Regions from separate parts of the Mus musculus genome. Here all the other regions are linked to region 2. The links are chromatin contacts, called in public Hi-C and promoter capture Hi-C maps. All regions are on one chromosome and are shown on one strand. Each heading gives the region's core, a stretch centred on a gene start, on an enhancer-like site or on the middle of the called end of the contact. The rest is flanking DNA. Distances are from core to core; before and after follow the strand shown.

Region 1 (3,184 bases), core at 405-2,904, 3.1 Mb after region 2:
CGACCATTTCTGTAATTACTTAGTTGTGCTCCTCCACCTTTTTTTCTTCCCTTCTTAATCAACAGTCACATAAAAAAAGGGCTCCCTCTGCTCACATCTGCACTGAAACGCCAAGCATCCAGTTTTAAGCAATCAGTTTTATCCCCCTTCTTACCATGCAACCTTGGATAGCCCCCAAAGCACACAACCTAAGATTCACGGTGAGAAGCTTGAAGACATATCACCAATAATTTCCTTTCTTTCTTTTAGCTCCATGCGGAGCCCTCTGCACGATGCACATCTACAGTGGCCTGCTTGCTAGGCATTTAACATTGGGGTGCCAGATTTCCTTTTAAAGACATGCAATATTCCTTTTATAAATAAAGCCCTGAATTTTTGCCTATTCAAACAAAGCTCTTCCTGAGTCTCAGCTGTGAGTCTTTATTTAAAGCAGTATTATTGCTTACACATTTTAATATTCTTAATATCTTTAATATTTTTAGCCTGTTTGATATAGGAAATACCTAATCTTGTTCCTAGCTGTATATTCAACACCAAACAGTGCTCTATTCTAAACAGGATTTTGGAGAGATTCAATGAAGGATGAAACAAAAGACTTATTTTTTCTTAATACTTTAATGTCTTCTAATTTGCCACATCCTTACTTATTGGGAACCTGGATGTTAATGGATAAATAATATTAGTTCTGCTAGAGTAAAGATCGTAAAAGTCAACCCATTTCAGAAGGTGTATTACAAAATATTAAAAGCATCCACTGGCTAAAGGATCAAAAATAAGTTCACCTTTAAATACCCTTTAAGAGAATTTTAAATGATGAAATATTTAGGTGTTAGTAACTCTTCTCTCCTGTATCACCTACCACCATATATATCACTTTTCTAGGGAAATAGAATTTTAAGTGCAGGGCTAAAATTTAGATTGGGCCCAAATCCACATCCTAACTAACAAGCTAACTACGCTTTCTCTGTCATTGTTTTATATCCTTGACGTTTTGCATTCAATGGGATTGTGTTTTCGTTAACGGTTCTCCGCGGTTGAAATATCAGGGAAATGAAATAGGGCTTTCTCATGTTTCAGTCCCAAGAAAAGGAGACTGCAAAGCCCATTCTGCGAGGTGTAAGAGGCCTACAAGGTGCACACCCTGCAACTGCTTCATATTCCAATTTCATCTCTGGGATTTTGCACAGCTCTTCATTTTGGGGATGATGTAAACTGCGCAGGAGCACTACAGTACTCGCACCAAGGAGAAGGATGCGAGAACAAGCACCTTGGGCTGCCACATTCTCTTAAACATGCAGCCGTGGGCTACAGGCCCGGATACCCGCCCCCAAACCGGGTCCACAACAATCGTTTCCTCCCTCCCCGTCTTTTACATACAGTACACATACAAATACACACACGCAGAGCAGCCAGCAGGGGCGGGCCGGGCGCGACCACTGTGCCAGCCGTGGGGGGGGTGGAGGAGAGGGACAGCTCCCGCGTGCCTCTCTCCGGGCCTCCCCTCTCCCTCCCCTCCCACGGCATCTGCTTGCAATTGGTCGCAACCAGGGGCACCTGTGGGCTCTAGGGGACTCAGGCCCTCAGCTCCCGAGCCACGACGCTCGGCGGCTGTAGCGCCACCCGTGCCTGCGCGAGCACTTGGTACGGCCCAGCGCTAGCGGGCGCCGAGCGGGAGCCGCGCGGGAGCGGCGTAGCGACATCGGCGGCGGTGGCGGTGGCGGTGGCGGTTGCAGCTCGGAGCCGTTGAGACGCCTCTGCGGCAGCTGGTGGCGCAGGTGGCCGGCGTGGACGTGGGCAGGAGCGGCCAGCGCGCCCCGCAGCCCCAGCGCCGCCGCCCGGCAGGTGAGAGCCGCCCCGCCCCCGCTCGGCGCGGATGGGAAGCGGGCGGCCGCGCTCGCAGCCTCCCTCCTCTCCCCGCCGCGCCCCTCCCTCGTGGGCTGCGGCCCGTGGGAAAAGCCCTGGGAGCGCCGGGGTGGGAGGCCGGCGGCCGGGTGGCGGGCAGCATCCCTGCCTCAGGTGGCCGCGACCGCAGGCCCCGGCGCTGCTCGGGGCCGAGGCCGCGCTCTGTCCGAGGAGGCGCGCAGGCGGCTCCCCCTCCCCCTCCGCCGCCTCCCCTCCCCCTGCCCTCCTCCCCGCGGCCCCTCCCTGGGGTTTGCGCTTTAACCGCCCTCCCTGCTGTCCCTCGCAGGCGCGTCGGGACACCCCGAGGCATCCTCCCCCGCCCGCGGGCCCGCCAGTCCCAGCTCGCGTCTGTGCTCTCGCATCTCCTGATCGCGGCTGCGCTGCTCCCCCTTCTGGTCTTGGGACTCCCGGCGTCGCCCCTCAAACATGACTCGCGATTTCAAACCTGGAGACCTCATCTTCGCCAAGATGAAAGGTTATCCTCATTGGCCAGCTCGAGTAAGTGATTTGTAGCCCCGGTGTAGCGGTGCGGCCTGCCTCCCATCGTTTCTTCTCGGCTTCCTTTCAGTCCTTCCTCTCCTTTTCTCTTTACCGTTACTTGGAACCTTTCATTTTAGCTTTCTTTCTTTTTTTTTTTTTCTGTATACTCACGTACAATTGTAAAATTCTAGGTTTTCCTTCATATCCGCGGCGGTTTCCCTTTTTGAGTCTCTGACAGGTGTTCTATATAGCAGTTTTTGGGGATGACATTCAATTAACGTTTCATTGAGGCGAAATCATCAAGTAGGATTTTTGTGAGTTGAAATCATGACATTTCCTTAAAATTTGGAATTTTGAACAAAATACAAAGCGTCAACGAAAAATGCAGACTCCAAGCCCTTGCATGTCAGCTGTGGTTTAGGTTGCTTCGTACCGATTTGCAGTTGGCGGCTCATTTGGATCTTTAGATTCACAGTCTTTGGCTTTATGACCTTGAAGATGTTGTTTTCCATTTTTTGTTCTCCATAGCCAAAGGGAGAAGTAGACCGGACACTGGATTAACCTAACTGGAGAAGTCCTAAGGGCTCAAGATGTTACATTAAACAGCCGAGCTCCATTTTCAGGAAAAAAAAAATAGGTTTTTTTTGTTAGTTTATAATGGTGTCAAGGTTCAGAATACTATAGATAAGACTTAAAGAAGGTTATTAGATAAACTCAAAAATAGACTCATGTTCTAAAATTGTAATTATTTTTTCATACAACCTATTTTTTATTTTCATTTTCAAGACAGTTTCTCTGTGTA
Region 2 (2,985 bases), core at 105-2,604:
TTGGCCGAGTTCTCATTGCAGTTTTGACTATCAAAAACGACTTAATAGGAGTCCCAGTAAAAATGAGCTTAATAATCACAGATAAAATTTTAGGAATTCTTATAGGATCATCATGATGACTTAAGTCATCTATTTGTCTATATGGCATCACTACAAGACAATACATCTTCATGGATCTGCAGAGATCTGCTCCAAAGGGGTGTGCTACTACTTAGTGATTGTTATATATTTTTAATAATAACAGGAAAAGCAATATTAATAGCAGGAATCTTCCCTAAAATGAATTCCTTACAGCCTTGCTTAATAAGGGTGCACCTGTCGCAGGTCATCTAATAATCCGAAGTAGACCACTTCAGGATGATGCTTGTCCCATTATGACTCCTGACACTCAGCAGAGAGACAGACTTTGTTGTAGTTGTTATTCGAGATAGGGTTTCTCTGAATAGCTCTGGCTGTCCTGGAACTCACTCTGTAGACCAGGCTGGCCTGCAACTCAGAAATCCGCCTGTCTTCTCCTCCCAAGTGCTGCCCGGTGAGAGACAGATTTCTAGTACAGCAAGTTGAAGTATGGCTGGTGGTGCCTCCCACAAAGATGGAGAGCATTCCAGAATTAGGAATTCAGGGTCATCTTCCTTTGGGAAGGGAGTTCAAGGCCAGAGGAGGCTAAAAGAAATCTCGACTTGCAACCTCCACGACCAAAGAAACATTTGATAATAAAAATTTTGCCAAGCACTCTAGATGAGGTGATCAATGAACAACTCCATCGGCCCCTGTGACTCTTGCCCATTAATTCATATAGTAGGAAGGCAGGTACAGTCTTCGACGCCAGACTGCGCTACATAAAGTTAGAGCTACATAGCAAGATCCTGCCTTTTTGGTTTTGCTTTGTTTTATTTCGAGACAGGGTTTCTTTGTGTAGCTCTGGCTGTCCCGGAAATCAGTAGTGTTCTCGAACTAACAAAGTTCTTCTCCTCTGAGTACTGGGATTAAAGGAGTACACCGCTGCCTCCACCGGACAAGACCCTGTCTTAAAATAAAGGAAAAGATGATTTGTTTAGGGCCATACACCTGCATCACTCACTATAAGGAGCTACAATGTAGCTTTTACTGAACAGCAATCACAACCCGAGCAACAGAAACCTAAAACGCAAAGAATCCGGAACTAAGGCCGGGAGGGCTCTAGAAAACACCCGGTTTCCGGACCTTGGGGCAATTGGCTGGTCACGCAATGCTTTGTGGGTCTTATAGTTTCTCTCAGGGACTTCATGTGCCCGGAGACAGGGATGCATTGCATGGTGGGAGATTGAGTCCTCTTAGGAAGACCAGTCCCGGAAGTCGGGACTGCGCCTGCGCCTGCGCAGTGTAGTCTTCCGCAAGCGCGGGAGTCTTGGTTTGCGTGGAGCGCTGCAGTCACTGTCTGTTTTTCTGGGCGCGTTCGGCCTTTTGTGGTGGGATGGCTCTCGGAGAGGAGGCAGCGGGCGGCCGCCGCAGAGGGGTTGTCGTCACCCCGGGATGCCTGTAGGAGGGGTCCAAGGGTCCTCACGGCTTCGGTGCCTTCGTTTTCCTCCGTCACAGTCGCCCTGCCCGTGGAAAGCATGAGCTCGGCCCGGGACTCCGCTTTCGAGAAGCAGCATCTCTGGATGTACCTGCAGGCGCTGGGCTTGGATCCGAGCTCCAGCATCACGTTCGGCGGGAAGATGGTGCCGCACGCGCACCTTGGAGAGTAAGGAGATCTGGGGCGGTGGCGCGGTCCTTGGCGTCCAGTCACTGGCGGCAGAACCCTGTGGTGGGGGACTGGTCGTCACCAGTGTAAGGGATGCGGGTGCGGGACGCTTTAGAGGCGTGCTCTGCAGTTGAGGCACAACGGCGGGCCCGCTTAACCCTGCCTTCGTGGTCTGTAGTTGGTGGGAGGCGTCGGGGAACTATATATGCAAACATCTTATAAGTAGTTAACTGTGGGTTTAAACTTTGAATCCGAACTAAAACATGTTACAGCTAGCAAAAACATAATAATGTGTGGGAATGAAAATCAAAAGCCGATACCCTTTCCTTTGCCACTTCAGTTATGGTTGCGATCACAAAAAGAAATACTTTGTTTATATTTGTATACTTTAGACACGAGCTTCCGGTTTCAGGCCCCCTTTCCTCCTTATAATTTAATGGAAAGAATGATTCTATTATTACTATATCACCATCATCACCATTATTACTATTTTTTTTTTTCGAGACAGGGTTTCTCTGTATAGCCCTGGCTGTCCTGGAACTCACTTTGTAGACCAGGCTGGCCTTGAACTCAGAAATCCGTCTGCCTCTGCCTCCCAAGTGCTGGGATTAAAGGCGTGCGCCACCACCGCCCGGCTACTATTATTTTTATTTTGAGACAAAACCCCCCTCTCTGTAGTAATGGGAGGTGTGCTGGGATTTTAATTCCATCGCCTTGCTCCTCCAGATTGCTGTTTTGCTTGCTTGTATGTCTTGTGTGAGGTTGTCAGATCTTCTGGGACTGGAGTTACAGTTTAGATCTGCCATGTGGATTCTGGGAATTGAACCCGTGTCTTTTTGGAGGCGCAGACACTGTTAGTAACCTGAGACATCTCTCCAGTCTCAATGAATTTTGTCTTTTGTTTGATTTTTGTTTTTGTTTGTTTGTTTATTTTTCAAGACAAGGCTTCTGGACCTCTTTTTGTGGACAGGCTAGCCTTGAACTCAGATACCAGCCTGCCCTTGCCTCTTATGTGCTGGGGATTAAAACGTCCCACCAACCATCCCTAGTTAAATTAACTTTGTTTTGTTTTTTGATGCTTTAGACATTTTTATGCAACCTCAGTTAAGTAGGTATATGATAGTATGCAATCATTCACTTGTAGTAGGTTATACATGTTATTTTAAAGCAATTCCATGGCATACATGTAATTTTACTATTAGGGACGAAAGTAAATTTGCATACTAAAGGATGCTCCCCCATTTTTTTCCTTTGAGATGGAT
Region 3 (3,038 bases), core at 145-2,644, 3.2 Mb after region 2:
CAGAGCCACAGAGCCACAGAGCCAAAGAAAGGATGTCCAAATGTTTAAAACAACAACAACCACCACCACAACAACAACCAGTCATCAATTATCATTGAACTCACTAGGTAGCTAAGGCTAACCTCTAACTTACATCAGTTTTGACTCAGCCTCCCGAGGGCTGGGATTACAGCCAAAAGCCAGGACACCAAACTAATGGTTGAATTTTAAGTGGTGGAGTAAAACATTCAGAGTGTTCAGATAAACAGCAGAAAGACTAACTGTAGTTTAGTGGTAGGTCGTGTTTCATCTCCAGCACCAAAACAAATAGCATATAACAAAACAAAACTCATACCATAAAGTCACTAGGTCAGTGTTCTCTGGGATGACTTCCGGGTCTTCATCTTCCCCGAGGCATCTCAGTTTATCAAGGCTTAGAGAAAGGGAGGTTGGGAAAGGGAGAAAGGAAAAGCAACGATTTATGATCAGCCATGCATTTTTCAACAGCGGGTCAGAGCTTGTCCTAAATACATCATTGAATAATTAAGTCTTATGAAATCCAGCAGGCAGCTCAAAAGAGGCCAGAATTCAAGACAATGGTTTTTGTGCCAGTGTTATACCGAAAAGGGTGTATGTTCATTTGAGGACAGCCAGTACTGTCAAAAGGAGAAGGACCGCTACAAGTTAGTTTTTGTATTTCTATTTCCAGGTAAGAAACTTTTAGGGAAATTTTAGTAATAACATTTTCATGAGGACCGCTAGAAACCACGGTTAATAAAGGTTTCAACCCGGCTCTGTTTAAGTCTCCTCCATCCTCAGGTACTTCCATTGTCCAAATATCAATGACAGATATATACCGCTGTTACTTCAACAAGCACTTTAAAGATCAAGAATAGAAGTCTTTCGTGCATTTGTAGTGTCCCGTTACTGGATCCACCCCTCAGGAAAGTGCTTTTGGACCCAAGGATCTCTTCCGGCCTTCCGGAAAGGGTTTAGGGGGACGAAGGTTAAGGGTCTCCGAGAAGCGCAGGGACGAGGCTGAGCCCTGCGGGATCCACGCAAAACCCCGAAGCCGCACACTCACCCGCACACGACCCTCAGCTCTGCTGCTGCCTCCAGACTGCAGCCCAGATCGCTGGCTACTGCAGCATCCTCAAAGCCGTCGTTGGATGCCCCTCCGTCGGTCGGCTGCTCGGCTGCCTGCGGTTCGCTCAGCGACAAATCCTGGGCCCCTAGCCGGCCACGCCATAGCTCCCCAAAGGAGCCCACATGGAACACGCGCGTGTGCAACTCGGGAAGCTCGTATTCCGGAAAGCTGCTGTGGCTCGCACTGGGGACTGGGTGCTGTGGGCCACCCGCACCGCCGCCCTGCAGGTCCTCCGCCATGTCAGCCACGATCCCTTCCGGCAAAAGCTGGCGAGAGGGCGTCGCGGGGCGTGACGGGATTTGTAGTTTTGCAGAGCTCCGGGGTGGCGGGCGGTTGCGCGAGCTGTGCTTCAGAAACTACATTTCCCAGCAGGCTGGCTACCGCCTGGGCGCGGCTCGGTCGCTGTGGGCCGGGCTGGATGCATTGTTCTCTGGACTTGTCCGAGGGCTGTGCGGCTCGCTGTGTTCCGAGCTGATCTGGTATTGGGACCCACAATTACCTAAAGACTCAATCATTGGGTCCCCATCTCATAGTTTTCTCAAATCTGGTTCGTAGGGGCGGGACTTTTGTCCACTGGTTTTGCGAGCTGCTCTGCGGTTCCTCCTATCCTAGAGAGAATCCTGAAGGACAAGGGGCACTGAGACTGGTTCGTCCAGAATCTTCTGAAAGGCACGGTGTGTGTTTGTATGCGTGCCTTTGTATACCTACCTGCACGATAGAGCTTATCGAACGTCGGCTATGCAACACACAAATTCATTCTTAGCCATATGTATATATTTTGAAAAGTCACCACTTTTCCGGGGAGAGAGCCGAATGTGATTGTTAAAGGAGTAAACCGGTAAACTAGGAAATGGAAGTAGCTTGAAACCCAGTGAGCCTAGATGTTTCTGAAGCTTGGCCATCGCTCAGCTGTTCCAAATATCATAGCAGGGTGTGCTGAACAATCCCTGGCTTGTATGATTGTCCTGTGACACATGTTGTATAATTCAGCCATTGGAACTATTCCTTTAGTGGCTTTTAGTATATTCACAATGGGGCAACCATTAGTTTAAGAACATTTTCACCACTCGTGAAAAGGTTGCTTTTAGTTATGACTCCCAATCCTTCCAACTTTAGCCAACACTTTTCAGGCTTTACGTCTGTAAAGGTTTGCTATCTGGGCTTTTTGAAATAGGATATCACTACGTAGAACAGTCTAGCCTTGAATTCACAGCCGCTTCTGCCTCCTGAGTCCTGGGATTAAAGGTATGTCCCACCACACCCAGTTTATTTTCTACATGTAATATAAATGTAATCATATATGACCTTTACAATAGGTTTCTATAATATTGTACAATATTTTTACTTTGCAGCAAATTTCAGTACTTCATCCCCCCCCCCTTTTTGGTTGAATTTAATTGTATTGCATGGATATTATATATTTTATTTATTGAAACTCATTGGATGGACTGGGCTGCAGCTCAACTGATAAAATACTTGGCTCACATGCATGAAGTCCTGGGATCAATAATCCCAGCACTTGCAAGGGAGAGGCAGGAGGACCAGAAGTTCAAGGTCATAATCACCTTCAGAGGGAGTTTGAAGCAAGCCTGGGATACAGGAATTCCTGTCTCCTAAACAACAAGCAGGACTGGAGAGATGTCTCTCAGTGGCTAAAGAGCTTCAGCTTCTCTTCCAGAGGACCTGGGTTCGGTTCCCAGCACCCGTGTGGCAGTTCTCAGTGGTCTATAACTCCAGTTCCAGGGCCTCTTCTGACCTCTTTGGGTACCAGGCATGCAATAGTGCACAGACAATATGGGCAAAACACCATGACCAAAGCAACTTGGCTTCCATATCACAGGCCATCAGCAAAGGAAGTCAGGACAAGACTCCAGCAGAGCAGGAACCCAGGGGCAAGAGCTGATACAAGAAA

The links. Promoter capture Hi-C pulls out the DNA fragments that hold promoters and counts their contacts. A called contact is a pair of places that touch in the nucleus more often than the background predicts.
Region 1: a promoter capture Hi-C map of cranial neural crest shows a contact between it and region 2. The contact joins the promoter of Psip1 here to the promoter of Haus6 in region 2. A contact is called at or near these places in 2 of 39 promoter capture datasets (cranial neural crest and pre-B cells) and 1 of 484 Hi-C or Micro-C datasets (granulocyte-monocyte progenitors).
Region 3: a contact with region 2 is called in a Hi-C map of uterus, with 7 times the contacts expected there. The contact joins the promoter of Snapc3 here to the promoter of Haus6 in region 2. A contact is called at or near these places in 1 of 39 promoter capture datasets (pre-B cells) and 1 of 484 Hi-C or Micro-C datasets (uterus).

The regions. Positions count from the first base shown.
Region 1 is chr4:83,484,933-83,488,116 of GRCm38.p6, reverse strand. It overlaps Psip1 (PC4 and SFRS1 interacting protein 1), which reads left to right and starts at 1,654. Exons shown (of 16, transcript NM_133948.6): 1 at 1,654-1,842; 2 at 2,189-2,400. The coding sequence starts at 2,329.
Region 2 is chr4:86,610,424-86,613,408 of GRCm38.p6, reverse strand. It overlaps Haus6 (HAUS augmin-like complex, subunit 6), which reads left to right and starts at 1,354. Exons shown (of 17, transcript NM_173400.3): 1 at 1,354-1,723. The coding sequence starts at 1,596.
Region 3 is chr4:83,416,080-83,419,117 of GRCm38.p6, reverse strand. It overlaps Snapc3 (small nuclear RNA activating complex, polypeptide 3), which reads right to left and starts at 1,394. Exons shown (of 9, transcript NM_029949.4): 1 at 1,064-1,394; 2 at 335-412. The coding sequence starts at 1,365.